Linked DNA regions of Pan troglodytes: region 2 is linked to region 1. The links are chromatin contacts, called in public HiChIP or PLAC-seq maps. All regions are on one chromosome and are shown on one strand. The core of a region is the stretch at or near the end of the contact, and the rest is flanking DNA. Distances in the headings are between cores, read along the strand shown.

Region 1 (3,419 bases), core at 362-2,861:
GGTCTTGCCTATCCCTTACTCAGTCTGCAGCTCCTGAGGAAGGCCATTGGTAGTACTGCATTCTCCTGGTCCTGTTTGCATCTGGGCTTGGGCTGGGGCTTGGGCTTGCTCCCACACCTGGCTCTGAAGGCCCTGCAGTTCCCTTCTCAGCTCCTCCAGGCGTTGCTCCAGGAGAAAAGCACTCCCCTTTGGGGCCCCCTGCAGCAACCTTAGTGATGCTGTAGTGGGACAAGTTAGGGATCATCCTCTCTAAGAGTTTCACAAGACCCTAGATACTCTACTTGCAAAACAAGACACATGTGCACACACAACAGGTGTGTGGCAAAATTGTGTGCATACATATGAAGCTGTGTATATGAAGAAAATAACTGGCCAGATACCTTCCAGGACACTGATCTGGTACTTCTGCTGCTCTCGCTCTTCTAGCAGGCCCTGCACTGCCTGCCTTAGTGCCTGTCACCTCCCCAGGCAGAAAAAAACACATGAACTACTGTATAACAGTTTTTCCCGACCCCTAGTATCCTCATCTCACACAAACATCACATATACACACCAAGGATTCCAAGCCTCACCTGAGCCTGAGATTGAAATTGGGATCAGAGAATAGCAACCTCATCCCAGAGAGAGGATGGGCTCTAGGACTCAGGGCAGCTCAGCCTTTGTGGAACTATGGGAGTCTCTAAAGCCCAAGGCTGTTGAGCTTGGACTCCTAACTGCAGAGGCAAGTGATGAGAGGAAATCCAGGTCCCAGCCAGGTCCCCGGCTGAGGAAATAACGAAGGGTTAAGTGCAGGGTCTGTGTGGGGAAACAGAGTTCAGGAAAGGACAGAGTTGGAATTTGGAAGGAATAATGGATGATACGGGCACTGGAGGAAGGCACAGAAAGAGAAAGGGCTTGGAAGTAGAAAGAGACATTACTTACCTGCGGTGGAGACCCCAAGAGGATACAGCCACTGCTACAGAAGAAACAGATGCACAGGCCAATGAGCTCTGTGGAGACCCCAAGAGGATACAGCCACTGCTACAAAAGAAACAGATGCACAGGCCAATGAACTCTGAGAGTCCCTTAGCCTCCCCACGCAAACTGGGGACTTCCACCAACCCCTCACCTTATTCCGGACCACATTTCCATCAGTAGCGTTGAGAAGCACATCCAGCTGCTCCAACCAGCTGAGGCTCGTATTCATATCCTGTGGCAGGGGAGCGGCAGGGGTCTGGCTCCCTGGTGTCTTGTGCTTGCTCTCCCAGCGGGGGATACCCAAGGTATCCCCAGGAAAGGCCACCACGTTAGATGGAAAGAGGGAAGTGGGGATGCAACACTGGGGTAGGTGGATGCGCTATCAGACCAAAACTGCGATCCTGTGACTAGGGAAAGGAAGGACGCTCTTGGGGAACTGGGGGAAAAGCGGGATACCGTGATGATACGCAGATATCAGGTGGGGATTGAAGGTGCCAGAACCTGGTCGAGACCTCCCCAGAAGTAGTACACTGGCGCCGCCACGCCAAACCTGTGCCAGTGACAACTGCCGCCGCCGGGTTCAAAACTTCGGGTTGGTTTTGAAAGTCCGACTTTGGACTGGCTGCCGCAGCGCCACCTGGGAAACTGAGTTCGCCTCTTGCGAACACAACCGGCGATGGAGGCGGTGGAACTACCTTTCTCTAGAAGAGACACGTACATGCACACCCCCACCGTGTAGCTTGCCGGGAAACTGAGTCTTCCCGATTTCGTGTGGCTGTCTCCAAGGAGGAAACGAACTACGCATCCCAAGATGCATCGCGCATAGGCAATATGGTCCCGCTACTGGACCCATTTCCTACCTGGGAAATGGAGTCGAAGCTGACTCAAAACGTAACGGCCCAATTGTCCTTGAGACTTCATTCCCCAGCAAGCTCAGCGTGTAACGTGCGCTATGGAGCCGAAAGTCGCAGAGCTGAAGCAGAAGATCGAGGACACGCTATGTCCTTTTGGCTTCGAGGTTTACCCCTTCCAGGTTAGTTTATCCCTCCTGCTGTTCTAGGGCGAAATATATGATTGGCTTCGTTGCAACTGGCGTGAGGCCTCGGGAGCCTCTGATCCTCCTGGGTTCCTGCAGCCCAGTGTCCATGTGACAACAGGGACAGCGTTTCAGTGGGGGCTTGGGTTAAAAAGGTAGTGGTCGAGGCCGGGCATGGTGGCTCACGCCTGTAATCCCAGCACTTTGGGAGGCCGAGGCGGGCGGATCACCTGAGGTGAGGAGTTCGAGACCAGCCTGGCCAACATGGTGAAACCCCATCTCTACTAAAAATATAAAATTAGCCGGGCGTGGTGGTGCATGCCTGTAATCCCAGCTACTCGGGAGGCTGAGGCAGGACAATTGCTTGAACCCATGAGACGGAGGTTGCAGTGAGCCGAGATTGCGCCATTGCAGTCCAGCCTGAGCAACAAAGAGCGAAACTCCGTGTCAAAAAAAAAAAAAAAGTTGTCGCATGTTTAACCTTTTACCCCCATGTAATGCCGGATTCGTTAACGGGAGACACCATATGACCTGTAGCGTGTGTGGCTCAGATTGTCACCTATATAATTTACAAGAAGAAAGGGACCTGTGAGGCAAAGTCACCTTGGAACTTCCTAAAGGATTTAGGAGAGGGCAAAGCCTAGAAGGTTTGCATAGCTATCATTTAGGTCAGCTGAGGAAGGAAGGGCATTCCTGGTGATGAACTGGCAAACAATTGGCTGGTTTGTTCCCTCTACCAACAGAAGGATAATTCATGATATTTCCAGTCATCAGTGCTGGGCTGGGTAATGAAACTTTGTACACTTGCCTGGCACAGCAGTCTCAGCACCGCACCCCGACCCCCATTTACACAGTTACATTTCCCCACATCAGTGCCCTGTGCACTGAGCAGTTAAGTTATAAAGCTAAATCAGCTCAGCTTGAGCCCTTTGCCTGATGCTTAAGAGACTACCCACTTCCCATTCCTTCTGCTGAGTGGCTCACAGCAGTCCTGGGAGAGGATATAGAGGGAGAAGTAGGTTGGGTCTAGCTTGAGACTGGTCTTGCCAGAAAAAATGGAATTGAGCTATATATGAAAAGATAGATTGGAAGGAAGGAGGGTTATGTACATCCCAAATATCAGAAAAAGCTTGAGCAAAGGTGTGGAGATAGTGGTGTGGTGTTACCAAGTAAAAGGGCTTGATGCCTGATGTGCTGGAAGCTAATATTATGACACTGGGTTTTTGAGAAAACAAAAGCTATTTGTTGCAGATCGACCTTTAACTCTTTGAGACACCGTTTCAGTGGATGGCAGGTGTGTGGGAGAGTGAGAATGCCTATCTGGCAAGTTGAGTAGACCTGGGTATTAGGAGCTTTTGTACTGAACAAAGCCAACTGCAGCCCTGCCAGTCACCCTAGGCTCCTACCTCTCACCTCCCTACCCGCC
Region 2 (3,419 bases), core at 444-2,943, 660 kb before region 1:
ATTGTCAAAGACACACATAGAAAGTTAACAATAAATGCTAAATAAACATGTACAAAATCATAGACAAATATTCTATACACCCAATTCACAAGGTCTAACATCTGCAGATGTCCATTTATGGTTGTGGGAGGGAACGGTGTTCCTAGATGCCCAGGTGTAGGACTCTGGCCAGCAGGTGACCCTCCAGCCCCAGGGCCAGGCCTGCTAGAGCTCAGTAGCCAGCTCCTCACCCCGTTCTTGTCTTGGGCTCACCATACCTGAGCAGCTATGGCCAGTGTCCACAACTTACCTTCTACCCAGAGCTGTTCCAAGTTTGTCTCAATAATGGCCATGCGGAGACCTAATGCCAGGGCCCCAAAGGCCAACAGTCCCAGAAAGAGCACTTTGCCACAGTGTCTCTGGATCCCGCATCCCAGAGAGAAGAGCAGGCCCTGGAAGTAAGCACGAAGCCAGAGTGGAGCCTTCAGGCTCCCAGCTAGGATCTGGGATGGAAAGAGAAGGGTCAGCCAGGCATCACTGCAACAATGCATGAAATCCTTCCCTTCTCACCCTGTATATCTGCTGCCCAGCCCTCGCTTCTTGATTTCTGGATGTGGGACAGGGAGCACCAACACAGACACAGGCCCAGACTTGGAAGATGTAACACCCACCACCCCCAGCACACACCTGAGGAAGGCATAGGCCTATTTTCCTTTCTTTTCTTTTTGTTTTCTCTTTTTTTTTTTTTTTTTTTTTTTTTGAGACGCAATCTCGCTCTGTTGCCCTTGCTGGAGTGCAGTGGTGTGATCTCGGCTGACTGCAACCTCCGCCTCCCAGGTTCAAGAGATTCTCCTGCCTCAGCCTCCCGAGTAGTTGGGACTACAGGCGCCCACCACCACGCCCTGCTAATTTTTTATTTTTAGTAGAGACAGAGTTTCCCCATGTTGGCCTGGCTGGTCTCGAACTCCTGACCTCAGGTAATCTGCCTGCCTCAGCCTCCCAGTGTTGGGATTACAGGCGTGAGTCACCGCGCCCGGCCGGCATAGGCCCATTTTCTGAGAGCAGGATACATATGTACACACACCTGTCGTCGGGTGGACACAGAGGTGAACCCACAGACATTCATTCTCACTGGCCAGACGATGAGGAGACACAGGCACAGACACACCGACACACACGCACAACTTGCTTGCGGTGCTAGCTCTCACTTGCCTTCAGACATCTAATGACACTCGGCACTTCAAGACATCACAAACCTTGCAGAGGCCCGAGTGACAGACCTGGCTCCGCTCTTCCTTCTTCCAGCTCCCCCTCTACTCACCTGGGGTGCTGCGGTTCGAGCTGGGGGTGTGTAACTCGGGGGCAGCTCTCTGAGGGGCGGCGATCGAGTCATGCTGGCGGGGATGGGGGGCGCGGGCGCCCCCAACCCGCGTTATCTGGGCGCTCCCATAGGCTAGCCCGGTCTCCCGGTACCGCTGGGCCCCGCTTAGGGATTCAGTGGGGCCGCCAAGGCACGGGCGTGGGAGAGACTGTGGGGTGTGGGTGTTAAAGCGGCTGGGAGGGAGGAGAGCAGGGAGCTGCGGGTCCGGGGCGCGGCGCCGGGATTCACCCGCTCCGTGGGCCGTGGGCCGCGGCGGCTGGAGGAGGAATGGGTCCCGCGCGCAGGCGGAATTGCTGGCCCGAGACGCACAGCAGGGCTCGAGGTGGCGACTGCAGTCCCCGGGAGGCGGCTGGAGCTCCAGAAAAGGGAGCTGGCCGGGGCGACGCCCTCCCATTGGCTGAGGGGCCCGCAAATTACCCTAGCCGCGCGGCCCGGCCCGCTGCTAGGTAACGGCGCCGCAGGGGGCGGGGCGGGAGACCACCCAGGCTGGGCCACCCCGCGCCTCCCTCCCGCCCTCGGGGCCCCAGGGAGGAGGAGGGAGGGGGATCCCGGAAAGGCGCAGCGCCGGCCAAGTGTAAGTCCAGAGGCTTACGCTGAGAAAGGGCATTTGCGGGCTCTGTTAGGGATACACTTTTTTTTTTTTTTTTTTTTTTTTAAGACGGGGTCTCACTCTGTCACCCAGGCTGGAGTGCAGTGGCTCCATCTCGGCTTGCAGGCTCCGCCTTCCAGGCTCAAGCCATCCTCCCACCTCAGCCTCCCGAGTAGCTGGGATCACAGGCATGCACCCCCACGCCCGGCTTTTTGTATTTTTGGTAGAAAACGGGTTTCGCCATGTTGCCCCGGTTGGTCTCAGACTCCCGAGCTCAGGATATCCGCCCGCCTCAGCCTCCCAAAGTGTTGGGATGACAAGCGTGAGCCACCGCGCCCGGCCTAGGGCCACAATTTCTTTTTCTTTTCTTTTCTTTTTTTTTTTTTTCAGGCTTAATTCACTTTATTTTTCTTGTATAAAAACCCTATGTTGTAGCCACAGCTGGAGCCTGGATCCTCTGCGCGGAGACTCTGGTGTGGGTCTTGACGAGGTGGTCAGTGAATTCCTGATAGGGAGACTTGGTGAATACAGTCTCCTTCCAGAGGTCGGGGGTCAGGTAGCAGTAGGTCTTAGAGATGGCATCAAAGTGGGTAGGGCCACACTTTCTTTCCGACCCAATCAAAGCCCGAGATTTCTTCTGTTCACTCTTCCCGGCTTCCATTCTTGCCCTCTTCAGTCCACTCTCTCCACTGAGACCAGAGTCATTTCTCTAACATGCAAATCTGATAGCTCCAAAGCACAAGGCCCACTTGGAGCACAGGGCCCTGTGTGATCTAGCTAAAGCCTTCTCTCCCATAGTTCCCTCACATCAGTGTTCCCTCGTTCCTGCCTTTGTACATGTTTTGGTCCTTTTGTCTTGGCAGATAATCTTCAAAAACTGAACTTGAATCACCCCCAAAACCCACTTTTTTTTTTTTTTTTGAGGCAGGATCTCCCTCTGTTGCCCAGGTTGGAGTGCAGTGGTGCGTTCACAGCACACTGCAGCCTTGAGCTCCCAGTCTGAAGGGATCCTCCCACCTCAACCTCCCAAATGGCTGGGACTACAGGTGTGCACCACCACACCCAGCTAATTTTTGTAATTTTGTATAGACAGGGTTTCGCCATGTTGCCCAGGTTGGTCTCAAACTCCTGGGCTCAGGTCATCTGCCCACCTGGGCCTTCCAAAGTGCTGGAATTATAGGCGTGAGCCACTGTACCCAGCCTACCCCCTCTTTGAAACCTTCCTTGATTCATGTCTCTCTCCTGGCAGATAATTGCTTCTTTGTGCTCTGCATAACAACTCAATTTATATATGTATAATTGCATTTATGACACAAAAACTTATGTACTTGAAAGTCTGCCTTCTTCACCAGACAATAAATAGGTGCTTAATAATTGTTGAGTGAGTCACTAAGAGTTGCAGAATTCAGGGTGTAAAGGATTGGAAATAGGGAAGAATAGAGGCAATAGTCCCTCTATTAAACTTTCAAC

Evidence for each region. HiChIP or PLAC-seq counts read pairs in DNA pulled down with a chosen protein or histone mark.
Region 2: a contact with region 1 is called in an H3K4me3 HiChIP or PLAC-seq map of stem cell-derived excitatory neurons, with 4 times the contacts expected there. The contact joins the promoter of PTCH2 here to the promoter of MMACHC in region 1. A contact is called at or near these places in 2 of 7 Hi-C or Micro-C datasets (induced pluripotent stem cells and stem cell-derived neural progenitor cells) and 1 of 1 datasets of contacts at active chromatin or transcription factors (stem cell-derived excitatory neurons).

The regions. Positions count from the first base shown.
Region 1 is chr1:185,464,580-185,467,998 of NHGRI_mPanTro3-v2.0_pri, reverse strand. MMACHC (metabolism of cobalamin associated C) reads left to right here and starts at 1,611. Exons shown (of 4, transcript XM_024345381.3): 1 at 1,611-1,990. CCDC163 (CCDC163 homolog) reads right to left here and starts at 1,238. Exons shown (of 6, transcript XR_010154163.1): 1 at 1,109-1,238; 2 at 922-1,020.
Region 2 is chr1:186,121,520-186,124,938 of NHGRI_mPanTro3-v2.0_pri, reverse strand. It overlaps PTCH2 (patched 2), which reads right to left and starts at 1,693. Exons shown (of 22, transcript XM_016961510.3): 1 at 1,301-1,693; 2 at 290-482. The coding sequence starts at 1,372.